Linked DNA regions of Bombyx mori: region 1 is linked to region 2. Evidence: chromatin contacts called from public Hi-C data. All regions are on one chromosome and are shown on one strand. Each heading gives the region's core, a stretch centred on a gene start, on an enhancer-like site or on the middle of the called end of the contact. The rest is flanking DNA. Distances are from core to core; before and after follow the strand shown.

Evidence for each region. Hi-C and Micro-C count contacts between places; a contact is called where the count stands out from the background.
Region 1: a contact with region 2 is called in a Hi-C map of midgut, with 1.8 times the contacts expected there. The contact joins the enhancer-like site here to the promoter of LOC101740355 in region 2. A contact is called at or near these places in 4 of 7 Hi-C or Micro-C datasets (midgut, an unstated tissue and whole pupa).

Annotation. Positions count from the first base shown.
Region 1 is chr10:10,312,973-10,320,120 of ASM3026992v2, forward strand. It overlaps LOC101740355 (transmembrane protein 132E), which reads left to right. Exons shown (of 21, transcript XM_004923156.5): 5 at 1,617-1,760; 6 at 2,489-2,663; 7 at 3,239-3,387; 8 at 4,440-4,641; 9 at 5,358-5,530; 10 at 7,012-7,148. Among protein-coding and RNA genes, the nearest start is that of LOC101740715, 19 kb to the right of the region's middle. Within about 2 kb of position 5,384, at least 3 of the 8 cell types and tissues checked have open chromatin away from gene starts, as enhancers often do.
Region 2 is chr10:10,237,240-10,243,605 of ASM3026992v2, forward strand. It overlaps LOC101740355 (transmembrane protein 132E), which reads left to right and starts at 3,311. Exons shown (of 21, transcript XM_004923156.5): 1 at 3,311-3,748. The coding sequence starts at 3,715. It overlaps LOC134199585 (a long non-coding RNA gene), which reads left to right. Exons shown (of 2, transcript XR_009974140.1): 2 at 1-29.

The DNA.
Region 1 (7,148 bases), core at 4,134-6,633, 78 kb after region 2:
CAACCCACTCTGGCTTAGAATAAACATTTGTTCAAAACAGTACACCAAGAAAAAACTTGCAAAAATAATACTGCTTGTCCGAATTGTTTTATTAAAAACAGTTTTAATCTAGATAAATACGAAGGCCTAATTTAATTATACGTAAATAATTATCCAAAAAAATCCCAAATTTCAAGATATGCTTAAAAGCGTATTGAAGCAAGCAATATTTTTTTTAACTTTGAACTGTGTTGTATGTTACAGAGCAAGTAATTGTATTAATATTTTGTTTGTTTGTTTGGACGAGCTCTCAGCCCACCTGGTGTTAAGTGGTTACTGGAGCCAATGGACATCTACAACGTAAATGCGCCACCCACCTTGAGATATAAGATCTCAGTATAGTTACAACGGCTGCCCCACCCTTCAAACCGAAACGCATTACTGCTTCACAGCAGAAATAGGCGGGGTGGTGGTACATACCCGCGCGGACTCACAAGAGGTCCTACCACCAGTAAATGTTGATTATATTATTATGAATGGAAAGGCAATTCAATGTATTCGTTACGTTTTCACGCCCAAATCATTCATCCGTTTTTGACATAATTCGGTATGAATTTATTTTGAACAACGGAAAACAATACACGTTTTATCCCATTATCGAGAACGGGCCTTCAACCACGCAATGCTTAGTACACTCCACATAGGCGAAGCTGTGAAACCGAAAGCTTTTTTATAATATCTAATGATTATCGTGAATAATACAATATCAAAGTTATAGGATAGCCATACAAGGGAAATTAGTGTAATTCGTATGTCGAACACACCACGATACCTAATTCAGTTTTAAACGAACGGTGAAACCGGCGAGATTAAGCGATTGTTGGGAGGAACCCAGCAATTTAAATGCGCAAGCAACGTGTGCGGTCCCGAGGCAGCCGCTATAATGAAGTTACGGAATAATATTTATAAAGCAATTAGTTTATCTGAATAATACCGTAGGACCATTAGCCGGGCCCCGGGGCGGTGTGCCGCGCGAGGCCGAGCGACTCCATATCTATTTACTGAAGGACGAACGCACACTGACTCGTGACTCCAACTATGACAGTTATGATATGAATACGACAAAATGTAAATATAATATAGCAACGACTCATCAACATTTTAATCGTGTGTGCTAAACAAACGATAAGCCGGATTATTAATTTCTTTGAAAAAAAAAACAAGGTTTTCATTCTTTGCCAATTTTTCTAATGAAATACGTACTCAACAAAGATTGACTTCCACGGTGAAGGAACAACATCGTGTAATAAAAATCAAACTCGCAAAAACTATAATTTGAGTAACTACTGGTGGTAGGACCTCTTGTGAGTTCGCGCGGGTAGATACCACCGCCCTGCTTATTTCTGCCGTGAAGCAGTAATGCGTTTCAGTCTGAAGTGTGGGGCAGCAATTGTAACTATACAGAGATCTTAGAACTTATATCTCAAGGTGGGTGGCGCATTTACGTTATAGATGTCTATGGGCTCCAGTAACCACTTTACACCAGGTGGACTGTGAGCTCGTTCACCCATCTAAGCAATAAATAAATATAAATTGCCCTAATTTATTTTTTGTTCAACAATCGAATTGGTCCTCAGAACTGGGAGGTACTGAATACAGCCGTATTGACTGGACGTCAAGTGTCACAGTCAATGAAGGTACTCATAGTCTCTCAAGCGGGACAAGTGGCTGACGTCACATTACAGAGCTCCTGTCATTCGGAAGACGAGAGCGTTCTCAAGGTAAGTTGAATTACGCAAGCAATTTCTTTCGTAAATATTTTCCTAGCGACAAAATATAATCTAATAACTTAATGAACTTTGGAAAATTTTCAGTTTGAATTATACGGTCAATAAAATAAAAACGCTATTTTTTTTGACGTGACAACGTCTTATAATTCGATGGAGCCGGCTGCACGCACGCAAAAACATGACTCATGCGGCGTTACCTCGCTCTGAGGCGTTACATTTAAGGCTTGAAGTGCAAGCGAGAGCGCGCAACGAGCGACAAAGAGGCACAATCGGCCTCCGCGTTCGGCAGCGTTCGACATCTGTCTCTCTCCTACTTGAGTGAGCGATGCATCCACGTGGACAGCTGCTATACAATAATACATTTACATGTTTTCGTCAAGTATGAAGTTCAGTAAAAAGTGAATGTGGTGTCAATTGTCCATACAAAATCTCTATCAAACAAATAAAATTAAAAATTTTTTTGAAAAATGAAATCATTCCATCTGTATTTTCTTATGACGTTATCACGTTCAACTATCGTCAGTAAACCGACTTTACAGACAACCGATTTTTTTTTATTGCTTAGATGGGTGGACGAGTTTACAGCCCACCTGGTGTTAAGTGGTTACTGGAGCCCATAGACATCTACAACGTAAATGCGCCACCCACCTTAACCGCTATTGCGAAAAGAATGTTTTTTTAGTAAGCTTCAATAAAAATTCTCCATTGCTTCAATTCAGGTGTCATCGTCGTGCAGCTCCGTTTATGTAGATGGCTCCGAGATTCGTGGCTCATCGAACGCGTCCGTGATAGTGAAATACGGAACGTACACCGGCCTGGCAAGATTCACTGTTTGGATGCCTGAGAATCCTCTAGAAATTGATGTGGATGACAACAGATTATCCCAAATTAAAGGTAGGTTTTTTAGCACTGCCTTATGGTTTACACTCCCAGTCTTTTGTAAATTTATATCTTAAGCATTATTCTAATACGGTGTCTTACCCTGTATTACTAATTAATAATAATAATTCATAAGATGTATTTCATATTTAAAAATATTAAAAATACGTATTTAATAATTATATAAAACGGAATCAGCGTCAATAATTTTTTTTATGTAGTTTTTTTTTAAATATTATGTTATATGTCAAGAAATGTACCGTAAATAATAATGGATGACGATAAATAGGATTCAATATTATTTTTTTATTCATATTTAATTAAGAAGCTTAGTGATTGAAGCTTAATGCTAAATTCACTATCAGGATAGCTCGATCTTCGAAGGAAGAAAATCTGATTGGAATTAATTAAGAAATAAAATAAAATGATGATTGATGGAAGTCTTATCGGAAAACGTTTTGATTCACCTTTCAAATAAAGCCTCCATAATAGTTAGTCTGTATAGTCAAAAACATAATTTTTTATGTTGAATATTTCATTGTCTATGCGTTTTTTTTTGTATGGATTGTTATTTACAAAATATACCTTAGGTTGGAAGGTGTCTGACGATGCAAGTTCAAAAGACAGACAGCGACGATCATTGTCGGCTCGAGGCTGGGGCGGATCTAGATCTGACGGCACTAACTCTTTGACGGATCAACGCTCTTGTCGATTGAGATATCAGCAGAGCAACGTAGAGGTAAGATATACGCCGCAGGTGAGGTTTTTGTCTCTCAAGGCTTTTTATTTGTATTATTTATCATATAAACGTATGCAGATTCGAGTTGAGACTTCAAGGCTTGTTTCAAGTAACAAATTTTCTGATTAAATACGCACTTACTTGAAAAGTGTTCACAAACTATTTACGCTATGAAATAATAATATCTTGTAATAGAAATCGGATTTTATTAATCTGTAGTACTTTATTAAACACATTCAAAGTCTGTATGTAAATAGTGCGGATTAATTTCCTAGCTTAAGCCTGTTGAGTGGGGATCATTGAAACTTATTTTCTTAGGATTTGACGAGCCGTTTTCTTTAGTTTTAGTTAAAGTGTTTATAGCTTAATCTTAAGATTTTTTTTCCGTCGCGTCGAATAGCCGATCGTTTTCTAGGGCGCAGACGACTGCTCCCTTATTCATTTAAATTTAACCTCATATCTCAATATGAGTTCCTAAACTTTATGAGCTCAGGGAATACCTCGCCATCTACAGCCATAAAATGTTGTTTGTTACAATGTCTAAATGTTGTGATATATAAAAATATTTGGGATGTATTTAAAAAAAAATCCTAATCTAACAAATATGGCAAAAAGCTATCGTCCTTTTATACTTCCAAGTTTCTTATTATTATTATTGATTCATAGAATGACATCTAAAAATTTGATTGTCTCGTGCCTTATATATTTTAATACTACTATACAATCGAAATTCGTGCACCCTCTAGTAATTCGTTTTATTTCAGCCACAATGCTTAGTAATTTTTCTGCCCATAATAAATATAAATTTCTCTATTCACTATCCGCTATATAGTCTTAGTTCTGACATTTAATTCTAATCGTAATATCTAAATCTAAAATACTTGTACTAAATACTAAAATATTATGTTTCTACAGTTTAAATTCAAACAAACGGATGTTATTACGTATGTCTTGAAGCATTTATTTATTTTATTTCACTTAACGAGTGAGAAATTTATCTCAATAAACCCAAAATAAGCGAAAGTTCCGATACAAAAACGATTAATTTACAGGTGTACGCTCGTTTTCTTGCAAAAGATCACGACTCTGGAAGGGTGTCGTATTTCGTGTCTCGTCGAACTTGGCTTAAAGTTACCGAGCTCGTGATGTCGTTGATGCGTGTCGCCGACTTGCGCATCGCAACATTAAGAGGGAAACTTCTTCAGGGCCGGAGTACCGGCAGAACAGAGGTTCAAGTCTTATCCCCTATAACTGGTGAGTAGCTGTTTCACCAAATGCCCGTGTTACTTCTCTAATGAGTCTCAAAAAGAGTTCTTAGACCTTGGTGCGGATTTGCTTTGTAACATTGTTGTACTCAAATGTTTTCGATGGCAATAAAAAAAACATTTTTCCTAAGCCTAGTTACATTCCTTTGCGACATCAAAGGTTTTGTGATAGAATAAATATTAAAGTTTAAATAAGGAAAAATATTATGTAGCAAATCTTAATATAGTATTTTTTTGTTTCCGCGTCTCGTAGATGCAATTAAAACTATCTAAACGGCTTAATCTCGCGGACAAATGACTGACATGGAAAACTGTCAGTTTTTGAAACGTCAAAAATGTAATATAATATAATGTCAATAAATTTGCGAGAATAACCCGTAAAAGTAGTTTCAATTTTAAATATTAATGTTTAGGTAATATTTTCTTCAATAATCACAAAAAAGCTAGCTTGTTGGTTTATCATTATTTCACGCAACAGTGGAAATCGATATTGTAATTATTCTTACACAGATAGTTTATGGGCTGAAGAGCGGAATAGGCTTCTCTTTATCTTAGAAAACATTACAAACGTTTTAAATTACAAATTTTAGTTTTAATTCATAATATAAATTACAAATTTATCCTGAAGCCGTCGAGAACGCGTCTAGTCATTTTAATACACTCTGTTAAACATAATGACTAGTTTATGTCTGCCCGTGTTAATAGGTCGTGTTATCGGCGTCCGTGAAGTCCGTGTTGGTAACGACAAAGTATCGATCTCAAGGTTACTTGTTCGTGTGATATCTGGCCTTCAACTTAACATCTCTCCGGACTCGGCTATAGAAAATGGATATGTTTCCGAAACGACAGTCACGAGACGATTAACAGCACAATATCAGGTCTGTAAAAAAATTTACTTGAGGTGTGGAAATGTTTTTCTTGAAGAAAAAACAAAAGAGCGATTTAAAAAAAAATGTAAGAGCGCGATAATATTTTCAAATAAATAAAACAACGCGCGCTTCGATATCCTTTAAAAGGGGATTGCCCACTCTCCATAGTGTGCTAGGCCCAAGATGGACATCAAATATTACTATAAAAATGTACTGATTCAAATTCTTAAATGTATTAGATATCTAAAAAATATATTGAAATTGACGCCACTATTATAAAAAATATAATAAAAATAAAAACTCGTTTTGAGGTTAATTTTCTATATAAATAAGTGTCGGATTGTGAGATACTTCAAGAACTTTTCTTTTCTTAATGTTTAAGATGTTCCTAATGTATTTTTATACAATAGGGTATAAAAACACACTTAATTCTTTAAATATCTATATTTTCTTCATCTTCATACACAATTAGTATCATCTAAAAATAGCAAAGGAGAGCATATACACGGTTTTGAATCTCGGTCAGGGTAAAACCACAATTCACACAATGTTTTTTAGTCCTAGTATGAAACGTTATTGATAAAAGTAAAATAAATCGAAGAAAAATCAAAACACATCCATTTTGTACGCAAGCACAACACCACAAGCAGCAAGCGAAGTATCAGTCAGTCAGATTAAATTCAGTGTTGTCAGTATAAAGAAAAATAATTACATGAAATTCATATATCGATTATTTTTTTAAATAACCGATAATTGATTTATATCTTAATCTTTTTTTTACGAGTACACATTATTTTTTATGTTTTTGTTTTAGGTGTACATATTTAAATAACAATACTAGTAAAGTTTTTTTTATTGCTTAGATGGGTGGGCGAGCTCTCACAGCCACCCTGGTGTTGCTAAGTGGTTACTCGAGCCCACATACATCTACAACGTAAATGCGCCACCCACCTTGAGATATAAGTTCTAAGGTCTCAAGTATAGTTACAAGTTAAAGTCCAATGGGTATGTCTTCGATGTTATTTTATGTGCATAAAATCCATTAAAATCGTTTGATTAATGATAATACTTATAATGATTTATTTATATGTTTTATTTATATACTCAAAATATTTACTTCATACGTAAAAGGATTTGAAGCTGGCTATATTTTTCCCGCAAAAATAAAAATCCTTGTTTTTTCAATAGAGTTACTTTTTTTAAACTACTTATTGTAAACTATAGTGGCGCTTATTTGCAAGAATGTAAATGCATATTTATTTATGACAAAATTAATGCACTAAGTATTTTTTCTATAATCTATTGTCCGCTTTGGGCCTAAAATAGGCCATCCCCTTTGAGGATTCAAATTTAAAATTTGAGGATTCAAATTTTATTATTACCCAGACAGCGTTTCTTAAGTTATAGTACCAATTAAAATACACATTTGAAATAATTGTTTATCTTTTCGTAGTGTATTGTATACTCTATTCTGCATTTAAATTTTTTAGGAAGGTCTATTGGACATTGATATCGAGTATTCGGACGGAAGTCACACTCCGCTTCGCGATGTGGCCGTATCTGACTACTTTTTACTAGTCGAGAGCCTCGATCCCGAAGTTGTGGCTTTTGCGCCAATGTTGGCTTC
Region 2 (6,366 bases), core at 2,061-4,560:
AAGAATTAATAATAATAATAATAATAAAACTAATATTGAGCGTCGAAAGATTTTCCTGGTTTTTTCTCCATTCACCTCTCAATCCCTAATCACCCCGTTTTTCGGTACTACGGGAATATGTGTTTCCAGAGATGATTCTTGTCTAAACCATGCAACAATGAAATGAATTCCTTTCTCTTTGGTATTTCCTGAGTGCTATGTCCTTTATATGTATTTTTTACACACGTGGCTTATCAAGGGTCTTTCTCCGATCTGGTTATGTCACTGGTTCGAATTACGATACGATAGCTCTCTCATCGTGGGCCACGAGCTATGTACTTACTAACCGACACAGACGACGCCGGGGCAACGAAAAGTAGCCGTTATCTTAAACACATCTTATCGGATTCACCCAATACACTTTCGGTGCTCTTAGTTTCCCATAAACACCACCAGTGTCACATCGAACCTTCTCAATGGGTCGCGATTCTGATCTGGTAACAGATTCAACGAAGCACTGCTGGTGTTAGCAAGTTTTGTACCGTGAGCTCACCAACTAAATCGCGCGTAGTTGAAATAGCCCCATAAGCTACCAGCGATTAGCTAGCAAAAAAACAAAAATGCGGGGGCTTGATATTCATGTTTTAATGTTTACGAGTTCCAGTATCCGTTTAATATTAGCTGGGCCGAGGCCTCGTTCATCTATCTGTGTCATAAAAAACAGAGTTCACAGTTCCAAACTATGATTTTCTCACAAAGATGATATCTGATTTTGAATAGGCCCCATGGCATATTATGGAACCTGGGAATTGAGGTGTGGAAGTTAAAGTCACTAACTACAAAACCAACGGAAATATTAATATAAATAGCTCATATATCTTTAAGATCTTGAAGTCGTCAAGTCCTAAAGGATAAGACGCCCGCAATACTCTAATCGCACGATGCCAGTGTTCGCATCCACGCAGCAATTTTTTGAAATACGTTTAAAAAAATTGGTGCGTGGATGCGATCATGTATACGTATATGTATTTAACACATGTTCACGAAGGTTGCGACTGCCGTTATAAATTATACCACAGAGACCTTAAGTCTCAATGTGTCTATGGGCTCCGTTGAACAACTAACACCAGTTCGACCGTGAGCTAGTTCATCCGTCTATTCAATAAAAAAGTTGACTTTTTGGATTCTTCCTGATTAAATAAATTCCATTGGAACTATCCTCTTACGCGAAGTCATCATACGCTCTGGTTCATGGGTTGGGATGAGCGCTTTAAAATACCTATTATGAAGATTTCGACTTCGTCTGACGGCGGGTAGCATTCATGGGTCTCTTTGAAGACTTATTAACTTTTGAATAGTCAGGCCAAACGGATGTTTCAGACATTTTTGATGGTCTACTGACGATTCCTATTTTAATTAAGTACGTTTAAATAAGATTTTTGCAATCAAACAAAGGTTCTGAAATGTTGTTGTGTAGTAAAATAATAAAACAAAAAATTTCTTGCCAAATAAAGACAAAGAATTCTATGTAAAAGTCTTCTAATCAAATTCTAATGTAGGTAATTACTATCTATGTGGTTTCTGTTAAGTTAATAATTTTTATGTTTGGCGTTAAGCTGAATGTAGGTAATAATAATAAGTCATAAATACAGGCTTATATAATTGTGTGTCGTATACCTACTGAGAAAGCGTTTTTACAAATATAATATGTTAGTCCGAAACGATTTTAGGACCGTAAACTTCGAACTTGGGTTGGCCTGGGCCTTGGGATGGTCTATGGAGCGGTGACGATACCGGGCGGGTATTATTGGATATCGTTGGTTGTTGAAATCTCATCAATGTATCATGTTCATTAAAGTATTACGTAAAACACAAAAGGGCAATACATGAGTCATCAGTTACGTAATAGAGTTTGGAAAGAAGCTTCTTGATGTAATTTACTTCATAATCTTTTTTAAAGAAAATTCAGGCAGTGTTAATATTGGGCAGTTTTCCAGTTTTAATTTGAGCTTGTGTCTTACCCTTAAATGCCTTTTCCAATGTAAGCACAAAAGCTTTTGAATATCTTAAAATACAATTTTCGTATATCATACAAAACTTAATATCATCATTAAGTATTTTAGTATTAGCTACACATATTGTCCTAATTTTAAAAGTAAATCAACTTATTAATTAATTAACTGATTTTCTCGCCGGATTTTTTCAGTGGGTCGCAATTCCGATTCGGTGGTAGATTCTACGAATACGTGTCTTACTAAGATTAGTGTTAGCAAATTCTCTCAGGTTGAGCCTGTGAACTCACCTACCCGTCCAAGCGTAGGCGAGGCGAGCTGGAATAGCCTCATAAGTTACCGGCGAATAGGTATGGAAAAAAATAAAAATATCAAAATGCAGTTCAATATTTCCATCTGTTAGTAAATTAATTTTCTATTTAGTTGTCGCTATTGCGAGATTTGCTATTACCACTCAAATATTATGGTTATAATGGAAACGCTCAATCAGTTTCTGATCAATAATAAAACAAAAGAGAAAATATAATAGATCCAGTTTGAGAGTTGTCAGTAATTTTAATCGAATTTTGAATTTTATTACACAAAAAACTGGGTTATTATACTAGGAAATATGAAACACAAATGGGAAATACATATTCCAAATTCTCCTGTATTCGCCATCGTCAAATGATTAATTATTTCGCAAATCATATACGAGTATAGTGTAAATCAGACATTGTGTACGGTACCTTATATATTGCGTTAAGCAATATGTGTCACACTTTCAGGCTGTAAGTAACCGACCCACATAACAAAAGTTTTATAGCAATCTGCAGTATGTCCTTGTTCCAAGTTAATTCGGTTTGCGGATCTCTTCGCTCCCAACTTAAAGTGACGTCATCGGTCGCAAATGTAGGCTGAAGCCCAACAAGAGCAATTATAGCTATGAGTATATCTGGACAATTACTTGAGCTATCACATACCTGTAGCTATTGGAATTTTTGTTGAGTATTGAATTAAAAAATAAGACTGACGATAAAAGTGTAAGATTTATTACAAAATTAATTATGAGACGTTGTTACTTTGCAAGCCCGACTTGCTCGAACGTAATTATTTAACATGCTTAATTATATTGCATCATAGACCTGGTCATTTTATTTCAATGGAGAAGGTGGAATTAAGATATTTTTTTTCAAAGAGCCGTTCGTAGTAGGCAGTAAAGGATGTGAAATATAGGAAGGAGGCGTCGTCGGTCAATACTGGAGGTGGTGCGGTGCGGGAGCGGTGCGCAGGCGTGGCCCCCCGTCCCCTGTCCCCCGCTGCTACCGGCCCACTCACGCAACTCGCGAGTCAGCCGCCGTGCGCTGCGATCGCGTGTACCAGAGACCCTTTGAACTAACTCGAGCCATGTGTGATGTTTTCATCGCAGAGGGTGACTTTCGTCTAGGTTTCGTCCGCGACATTTATTTGTATGAATGAATAAATTTTGCAAATAATATATTCTGACGAGTCGTTTAGCTGACTGTATAGGGGGACAGCTTTCGCCTAGTGTCTACTTTTCTGGTAAGCTCGTGGCCGTTGACATTGCAGCGTGCGGATCCCGCAGTGCGTGAGTGTGTGATTAGCGAACATAATAAACGAAGAGATCAGCTGAGTCGCGTAAACATTTTTAATTAGACAATTAACGATGTCATAGACTAGATGTACCGAAGCACATAAATACCGGTCCTGCAAGACTTCAAACATGCGGCGTTTATTGCTCCTGTTCCTACTTACAGGTAAATAGATTTGTAACTGTAATATGTATCTGTAAATATTGTATTTAGAACTAGTATAATTCATTAATTTAGTTACTGATATGCTTATTATATAAATTGAAACTTCCGAGACCCTCATTAGATTACTTTAAAATTGTATAAAATAAATTGAGCATGATTTTTTGGCACAAATATGACAATAAGTATAAAATTTGCTGCCAAAGTTATTTAAAAAAAACCGAATAAACGGGATCAAATAAGATAAACTACTTAATTCGCAAAATTAATTATTTGTTAACTTTATTGTTATATTTCTTCTATTTGATTCGAAAACATGATAATAACCAAGTAATGTTGTATAGTGTGTTGTTACACATGCATTTGTATGGCAGGGCAGCGTTTTGTTCAAGGATTTAAGAAATATCTGGTGTTCGATAGCGTCGTTATTGTAAGAGTGTATTGTACAATATCCATCTGTCGGCATGAACGAAGGGTATTGGTTCCGTCGGATTAAATTAATCGTGATGCAGCAAAACGGGAACATTCGTTAATCTTCGTGTTTCGCTAATAATTGAAAAGTAATAATGAAAGTACTATGTTAACTGAAACTACTATGCTAATGTCACATTTCGTTGAATGAGATTCAATGCAAACAAGCACACGAAGAATTGTTGCACTTATTCGACTTTTTTTGAAATCGGTAAAACGTGTTAGTTCAAGTACCTTTTCAAAATCATGTATTTAATATAAGTTTTTAATAGAGTGGAACCTAGAATTTATATCATTATGGTTTGCCATCAATTACTATCAGCTCACAAACTGGACGGTATAAATAAAACACAGCGCATCTATGAAAGTATAATTATACCTAAATTTTTTTTTATTGCCCTTGTAGGCAGACGAGCATACGGCCCACCTGATGGTGAGTGGTTACCATCGCCCATGGACTTCAGCAATGCCAGGGGCAGAGCCAAGCCGCTGCCTACAAACATTTAAAGTCCAGGAATAACGAGGAGAACTTACCTAAGTACTTCAAATTTAGGAGTATGAATGACAGCTGCTTCGCAAACATTGAATAAATTTAAAGCATTCCTATTCATTCAAATCCTTTTTGATATCTCCGAAAAATGGCAGGGCTTACGATTAGAATAAGGAACTTGGGGTCTTTATTTATAGCAGCGGGCCGACAGGTGTTCAATACAGGTAGACGACCGGAATGGACCCGACCCGTGGCTGGGACGAGATTACTCTTATAATGAAAAATCTTTGCACATGTAAAACCCATATAGAAATTCGTTGGTTTTCTTTTCAATGATTTTCAAGAATCCATTTATTTTATCTCTCAAGTTTCACTCATTTGATATCCATACATATATTTTAAATATAATATCCACCTATATTCCAATGCTTTATTAAAATTTTCTAAAAGTTTGAGAAAGAAAAAAAACCCAGCGTTTATACTTTGAAAATACGTTTTATTAATTTTCTGGCGTATTCACGTTTCAACGCAAAAAGTCATCAGGAACTTTTGCTTTGAAGCTATCTGTCGCAGATAGCCCTGTCCCAAACACGCCTTTATAAATCACAAAGTTTTGCCCTCGGAGGAGTTACCAAAAGTTTAGGTCTCAATACCCACATCAATCTCAAAAAAAGGTGTTTATTGAATGGAACAAAACAGGTTTGTTCAAAGAAAAACGACCTAAAATTTTCTGTAGAATTCGCTGTGCTTTAATAAATAAAATAATAATAAGTAAAATAATATACATTTTAAAAACTATAAAGGAGTTCAGTAAATACTAGAAGAACGCATCTGTTTTAACGTTTTAGAGTTCTACATAAAATTGTTTCGCGTTCGATAAATATTTTTTGCTCCAGTTTAGCGGATGTGGCTTGCACCTGGCTTGTGTTTTTTCTCCTTTATTTTAAGTATGCCACGTTACCTTGTTGTCTGGATAGCATCTTGAAATTCTCTATTATTGTTCCAAAAAACGTTTCAGTTACATAAACCGAAGAAGCTTAAACACACTATAAGGATAATGTTTTAGTACTTTTCTCTTTCTTGCCCTGGTACAACATGTATCCATCATATTGATGTTTGTAAATCAATATTTTTGACAAGGATCAGAATTAATGCGAGGGAACTCACAGAAAATATGAGTTTTCTTTATTTATTTTTTATTGCTTTGATGGGTGGACGAGTTCACGGCCCACCTGGTGTTAAGTGGTTACTGGAGCCCATAGACATCCACAACGTAAATGCGCCACCCGCCTTGAGATATAAGTTCTAAGGTCTCAGTATAGTTACAACGGCTGCCCCACCCTTCAAACCGAAACGCGTATAATACCACTATTGATCTTATTGTTTAAATTTATTCGAAGAATCCACCCTTTTCACTATAATCATAATATTAATATAATCATAGCTATATTTCTGTTAAATTCTTTAAAAAATTACTCTCGCGCACCCTTTTTGCACAAATAGTTATTTGTATAGATTAACTGGACCTCATGACATGCGTTCGTACCATGCTTTGATCACGCAAAAAGATAGAAACAATGACAATAATGTTCATAAATTACAAAATCATTATGCTACATGCTTATACAATATTCACACAACAAAAATCTTAGCATTTTAA